Regions from separate parts of the Mus musculus genome. Here region 1 is linked to region 2. Evidence: chromatin contacts called from public Hi-C data. All regions are on one chromosome and are shown on one strand. Each heading gives the region's core, a stretch centred on a gene start, on an enhancer-like site or on the middle of the called end of the contact. The rest is flanking DNA. Distances are from core to core; before and after follow the strand shown.

Region 1 (2,700 bases), core at 75-2,574, 5.2 Mb after region 2:
TAGGAGGTGAATATTGTTCTCATTTACCAAGCCATCGAACTGAGGTCCACGGCCACACTACACTCCATTGCACAAAACAAAAACAAACCAAAGAAGAAACCGTGGTGCCAGGACTCTAATCTAGGCAATTGCAACATCTGCAGATCTAATCACCTCATTAAGTTCCTTTAGGTTCTGTATTTATTAACTGACCGCCTAGGAGTCTAATCAGTTCTTTCGGGTTACTTTAAAGCCACTATTAGCAGATATTCGGAAAGAGAGCTGTCCCTTATTACAAACTTCCCAGTGACTCACAAGTTAGCTCAACTTCTCTACACCCACGGCTCCACCCAAGCTAGTTCATTTTGCTGTTGCATAGCAACAGAACATCCTGAACACTAGAAGGCCGTGCAGCCTCCCAGAGTCTAGCAAGGGGCCTCCTGGGGGCCCCCAGAGCCTAGCAAGGGGGCATCCCGGGAGTCGAGCCAGGGTCTAGCAAGGGGCCTCCCGGGGGCCCCCCAGAGTCTAGCAAGGGGCACCCCCAGGAGTCGAGCCAGGGTCTAGCAAGGGGCCTCGGGGGGGGGGGGGCAGGATCAAGCAAGGGGTTTAGTTCTCAAATATCTGAATTCTAGTCCGAACCTGTCGGATCGACCGCGCCCCGCTTCCTGTTCTGCGCCATAATACACTTCCTTAGGTTATTTTTTTCTCAGATTTGACCAAAACATGTGAAGCCAAGCAGAGGTGGGCACAGACCAAAATAAGGGGGCGAGTCCGCAAGGCAGGCTGGGGATGCCCTCTACTGTTTATGCAGAGACACCCACATAGACTCCGAGCCAGCAGGGAGCCGAGCGGGCCCCGCGGTTTCCGGCCCTGCCACGTCTGAGGAAAAGCCTTTGCGGTGGGGAAAGCCGAGCCTGCCAGGGGGCGAGCGCTGCCAGAGGGCGGTGCTCTCGGGCGCGCCACCCTGACGATACCCACCCCGCCCCCAACCCCACCAGGGAAGCTGCTCGGGAAGGCAGCTGGCACCGCAACTCCCAAAGGCAGTGGCGAGCGGAAGCGCGCCCCCCTCAGGCCCCTCCAAGGGCCTAACATCGTTTTTTCCATGGACGCCACCCCACGGCTGGCGGCCGCGCGCGCGTAGCCGAGCCCTGGAGCGCGCCGGCCAGCCCTGCCAATCACGAGCCGCGCCCGCCTCCCGCCAGGCCCCGCTCCGCCCCGTGGCCCAGGCCCGCGGCCCGCCGCGCACGCGCAGTCGGAGCTGTACGGAGCACATCCGCCTGCTCCGGCCAAGCTAGCCAATCGTACGTCTCTTCTCCGGTGAGGCTCCGCCCCCGGGGCGAGGTCAGTGGGCTGCGGGCGCTCCGCTGGCTGTGTGTACGGTGTGTCGCCGCTGTGAGCATGGCTGAGGAAGGTACTGAGCTTTCTCCCTGGGGTTGGCCTGAGCGGCAGGCCTGCGGGTGTCTGGGTATCTGACGGAGAAGCTCTCTCCGGCGTCGCGGGAGCTCGGCCTCCTGCTCTGTGGGATAGAGGGCTTTCTGTGGCGAGGGAGGCGGAGGAGTGGAGGAGGAGGGCTACGGGGTTGCTGAAGAGAAGGGAGCTGGGGGGAGCGCGCTTTCTGTGGTGGGGGGACGGGGTGGGGAAAGGGGGAGCTGAGTGGGGTGCGGGGACGGGGGGAGGGCTTTCTGTGGTGAGGAGGGAGGGGAAAGGGGGAGGGAGAGTGGGCGGGGCTTTGTGGAGAAGATGGACGGGGCTGGGGAGGAGGGCGGAGTCTTTGACCATAGTAAACCCAAAGGGGCAGATGCTGCTTTCTGACACCTCGGGACTCGTTCTTGGTTCTAGGCGCAAAGCTTTTAAGAGTCAAGATTCAGGCTGTATTGCTTTTATTTACGAAATTATAACAAAAATTAAAGTTCTTGACTAGTTATAGTTCCCCTTCCTGAAACGCAAATTTTTGGGGGTGTTTTGAAGGGAAAAAAAGAAAGACAGTGAGATACTAGCTGGTTTATTTGTCGTGAAAGAAACAGGACTTGGTTACTTCCCCATGTGGAGAGGTAAATGGAAAATATGAGAAGAATTAGAATAAATTATAGCTACATGTAATTGGAAGAAATGGCTGACTATTTTTGGTGTTTAGTTCACTGAAGAAAATTTTGTTCAGAAAAATTGAGGTCTGTTTTGAGATAATTTGATTATCATTCGCGTCTTTTCTTTTTGATAAGGAAATCAGGAGTTCACTTCCAAGATGGAAAACTCATCAGATTCAGCATCGACTTCACCTGATGCTCCTCAGCCCAGTGAGAATCCACCATCACCACCGACTTCACCTGCCGCTCCTCAGACCAGTGAGAATCCACCATCACCACCGACTTCACCTGCCGTTCCTCAGACCAGGGAGAATCCACCATCACCACCGACTTCACCTGCCGCTCCTCAGCCCAGGGAGAATCCACCATCACCACCGACTTCACCTGCCGCTCCTCAGCCCAGGGAGAATCCACCATCACCCCCGACTTCACCTGCCGCTCCTCAGCCCAGGGAGAATCCACCATCACCCCATTCGAATAGTTCAGGAAAACAAGTATGGATATCTGTGTTGTCCTCTATCCCCCACCCCCATCTGTTCTGTTCCAGAGTATTCTGATAGTGCCAGTTTTAAGGCTACTGGAGTGTGAATTAATATGTAGCTCATACCTTTCTAACTGCCAAGATTTTCTTCTTGAA
Region 2 (2,700 bases), core at 62-2,561:
TGCTCATTATTTTCGGCCCCAGCACTGGCCCATTGTAAGCAATAATATACAACCATTTTGCTGAGTGGTCAGCTCACCCGAGGGGGAAACTTTTTAGGAAGGCTCACATCTAACCTATCCCATAATCAGATCTGGTAAGGGATGGGAAGGAGAGTAGTGGATTGGGAACTACTATTTTGTAAAAGCTCCAAGGTGTTCACCTTCATTCCTTCTCTCAAACTCAATCGAATGGTGTCTTTACAGGGTTTTAACACAAACACGACTTGATTAAATTTGTTATTTACACAACTCGGCCTTTGGCAGTAAGGACCCCACAGCCGTACTGAGATCAGTAAGGAGAACAGTAATCAGCTAAGAAACTAAGCAAGTGGGAATTAAGTATCTGGCAGTGGAAATAAAGAACAGACTCAAATGCTAGAGAGAGAGCCTCTACAGGGTTTGGTTAGCATTCAAATGTAGATGAAGAGGCATTGGAGATAGATGGGAAGGCAGTGAACAGAGAGGAGAGACACAGTATGAACTTTTCAAATATTTCTTTTTTTCTTGTATAGTTCCGAGATCGAATCCTGGGCACTTCACCTGTTTGCCAATCACAGGGCTATACCATTCGCGCCACCAAAGCGTTCAAGCCATTTTTTGACAAGTCTGCAAGATAGGAATGAGATAGGGTCGTCTAGAAGTTGGGAGTACGATAAGCTAAAGCAAAAAAAGGGGCCGGGCTGGACGCTCCCCTTCCTTATTCTAAGAATTGCAGAGAACAATATTCAAGAGGTGAGTTCGGGGGGGGGGGGGAGAATTACAGGAAGAGACCGAGTCGAACGGCATGGAATGAGGAAGGCAAAGCTGGATAGTGTCATAGAAAATAAATGATAATGTCCAAGAGCTTCAATGACTAATGCTTAAGTTAGACAGCCTGAAAATACTTGCAGTGGGTTTGGCGACAAGGACACTGGCTGCAACAAGGACATTTTCTGCGGGGGGCAGAAGCTGCAGTGTAGAACTCAGCACACACAAGGAAGGAAGTAGAGACGCTAAGTGCAGATTACGCTCGAAGAAACTCGCCCGTGGACGAGGAAAGAGACACGGTTATGATTGAGCAGGACGTGAGAAGATTTGAGCGCTTTCACAGCTGAGGGTTGAGATGGAGGATGGACGATACAGGAGATAGAGGAGCGTCAACGCCCTCCCGCCCTCTCCATTTGCCGGCCCCGCCCCCCACGCGACGCGACAGGGGCTCGCGAAGACTACAACTCCCAGGAGGTCCCGCGGCGTGGGCGGAGCCAAGGCCTGGCGCGCACCCCAGCGGCGAGCGGAAGAGCAGGCGCTTCATGGTGGCAGCGGAAGCGGAGAGCGACAGCGTCCCGGTAACCACGAACCCTTGAACCCGATTCTTTCTCTCCCTGAGCTGGTGCTGGTTGCCCTCGCGTCTTTCCTCCGGCTCGGGAGAGGACCCTCTTTCCTCCTGTGTGTTAACGCTGGTTTTCTTTTCCTCCGGTGACGCGCGGGGCAGGCCCCCGCCTGGGGCGGAGGTTATTGGGAAGCTTCCGCCCTTCGACCTGTTGGAGCCCCGGGGCGGGAGGGCCACCCTCCGGTCTCTTCTGTTTTCTAAGGGGCCGGAGGCCTGCCTTGGGCCTCTGCCCTAATGCTTCTTTCTGGTAGAAATCGTCTCCAGTCACCAGGTAGCGAGCGGGGTCTTAGGACCCCTCTGGGCTGCGGAGCTGTGGACCACCGAGGTGGCTTCGGGACAGCCCGGGGCCGCGGGCGATTCCCGGGCAGTGGCACTTCTGCTCCGCTGCTAGGACCCCCGGGCTATGGGCTGGCCGGGAACAGTTTGTAAAGTAGGATGTTCTTCCTGCTCTTCTCGGGCGGTCCTCAGAAAACTTCCAACCCACTTTATCGAAAGTTGTCTTACAAACTTTTTTTTCGTCGCATCTGAGTTGTGAGGGAAAGAGTACGGGGTTTATAGAGTCTGAATCCTGAGAGGATGATGGGTTGGCCACTTGATGGACCTGTGGTCTTTTGTAGTCCTATTACCACCACCTTGGTTTCTCTGTCTGGAAAAAAAAAGAGGGGGTGCAGGGTCTTTTGTACTATGCTTTTCAGTGTTATGATCTATGTGTGAGACGTTTGTGCTAGAAAACATTTAAAATAAAGTTCCTGTACCCTCTCTTGTGTGGTCCAGGTCAGTTGGATTTTAAAATCAACGGTCATGTCTTTATGAAGACCGGAGTTAATGGTGTCTTTAGAAACTGCGATGAAACCTACAAGTGTTAAAGCAAGGTTTCAAGCGGAGAGGTGACATTAGGGCTTGACCACCTGTGGAATCGGTGTCAAACTTCGAGGCCCATCAGCATGCGACACACAGCCAGCTGCCCCTGTTGCTCGGTTTCCGCTCTTGGAAGCACTACACATGACAAGCATCCCCTAAGACTTAGAGCTCCCGAAGCTTGGTGCTGAACCACCAGTGTCTAGGGTTTGTGGGTTGCAGGCACTACTTACTCATGTAATAATAGCTGCCTGAGCTATTTAGCGCAGGGTTGAGGTGTCTGTAGTTCATTGGTAAGATTGCATAAGGCTCTGAATTCTCTCCCTAGTAGTAACCACAACAACAATAACAAGCAACAGCAGCCTTTAATCCCAGTACCAGAGTCGGAGGCTGGCTGGTCTCGGAGATTTTGGTAGCCTAGTCTGGGTAGTGAA

Evidence for each region. A called contact is a pair of places that touch in the nucleus more often than the background predicts.
Region 1: a contact with region 2 is called in a Hi-C map of pre-B cells, with 6 times the contacts expected there. The contact joins the promoter of Sfr1 here to the promoter of R3hcc1l in region 2. A contact is called at or near these places in 1 of 39 promoter capture datasets (pre-B cells) and 1 of 484 Hi-C or Micro-C datasets (pre-B cells).

What each region holds. Positions count from the first base shown.
Region 1 is chr19:47,730,432-47,733,131 of GRCm38.p6, forward strand. It overlaps Sfr1 (SWI5 dependent recombination repair 1), which reads left to right and starts at 1,325. Exons shown (of 4, transcript NM_026377.2): 1 at 1,325-1,390; 2 at 2,199-2,557. The coding sequence starts at 1,378.
Region 2 is chr19:42,517,494-42,520,193 of GRCm38.p6, forward strand. R3hcc1l (R3H domain and coiled-coil containing 1 like) reads left to right here and starts at 1,312. Exons shown (of 7, transcript NM_177464.4): 1 at 1,312-1,364.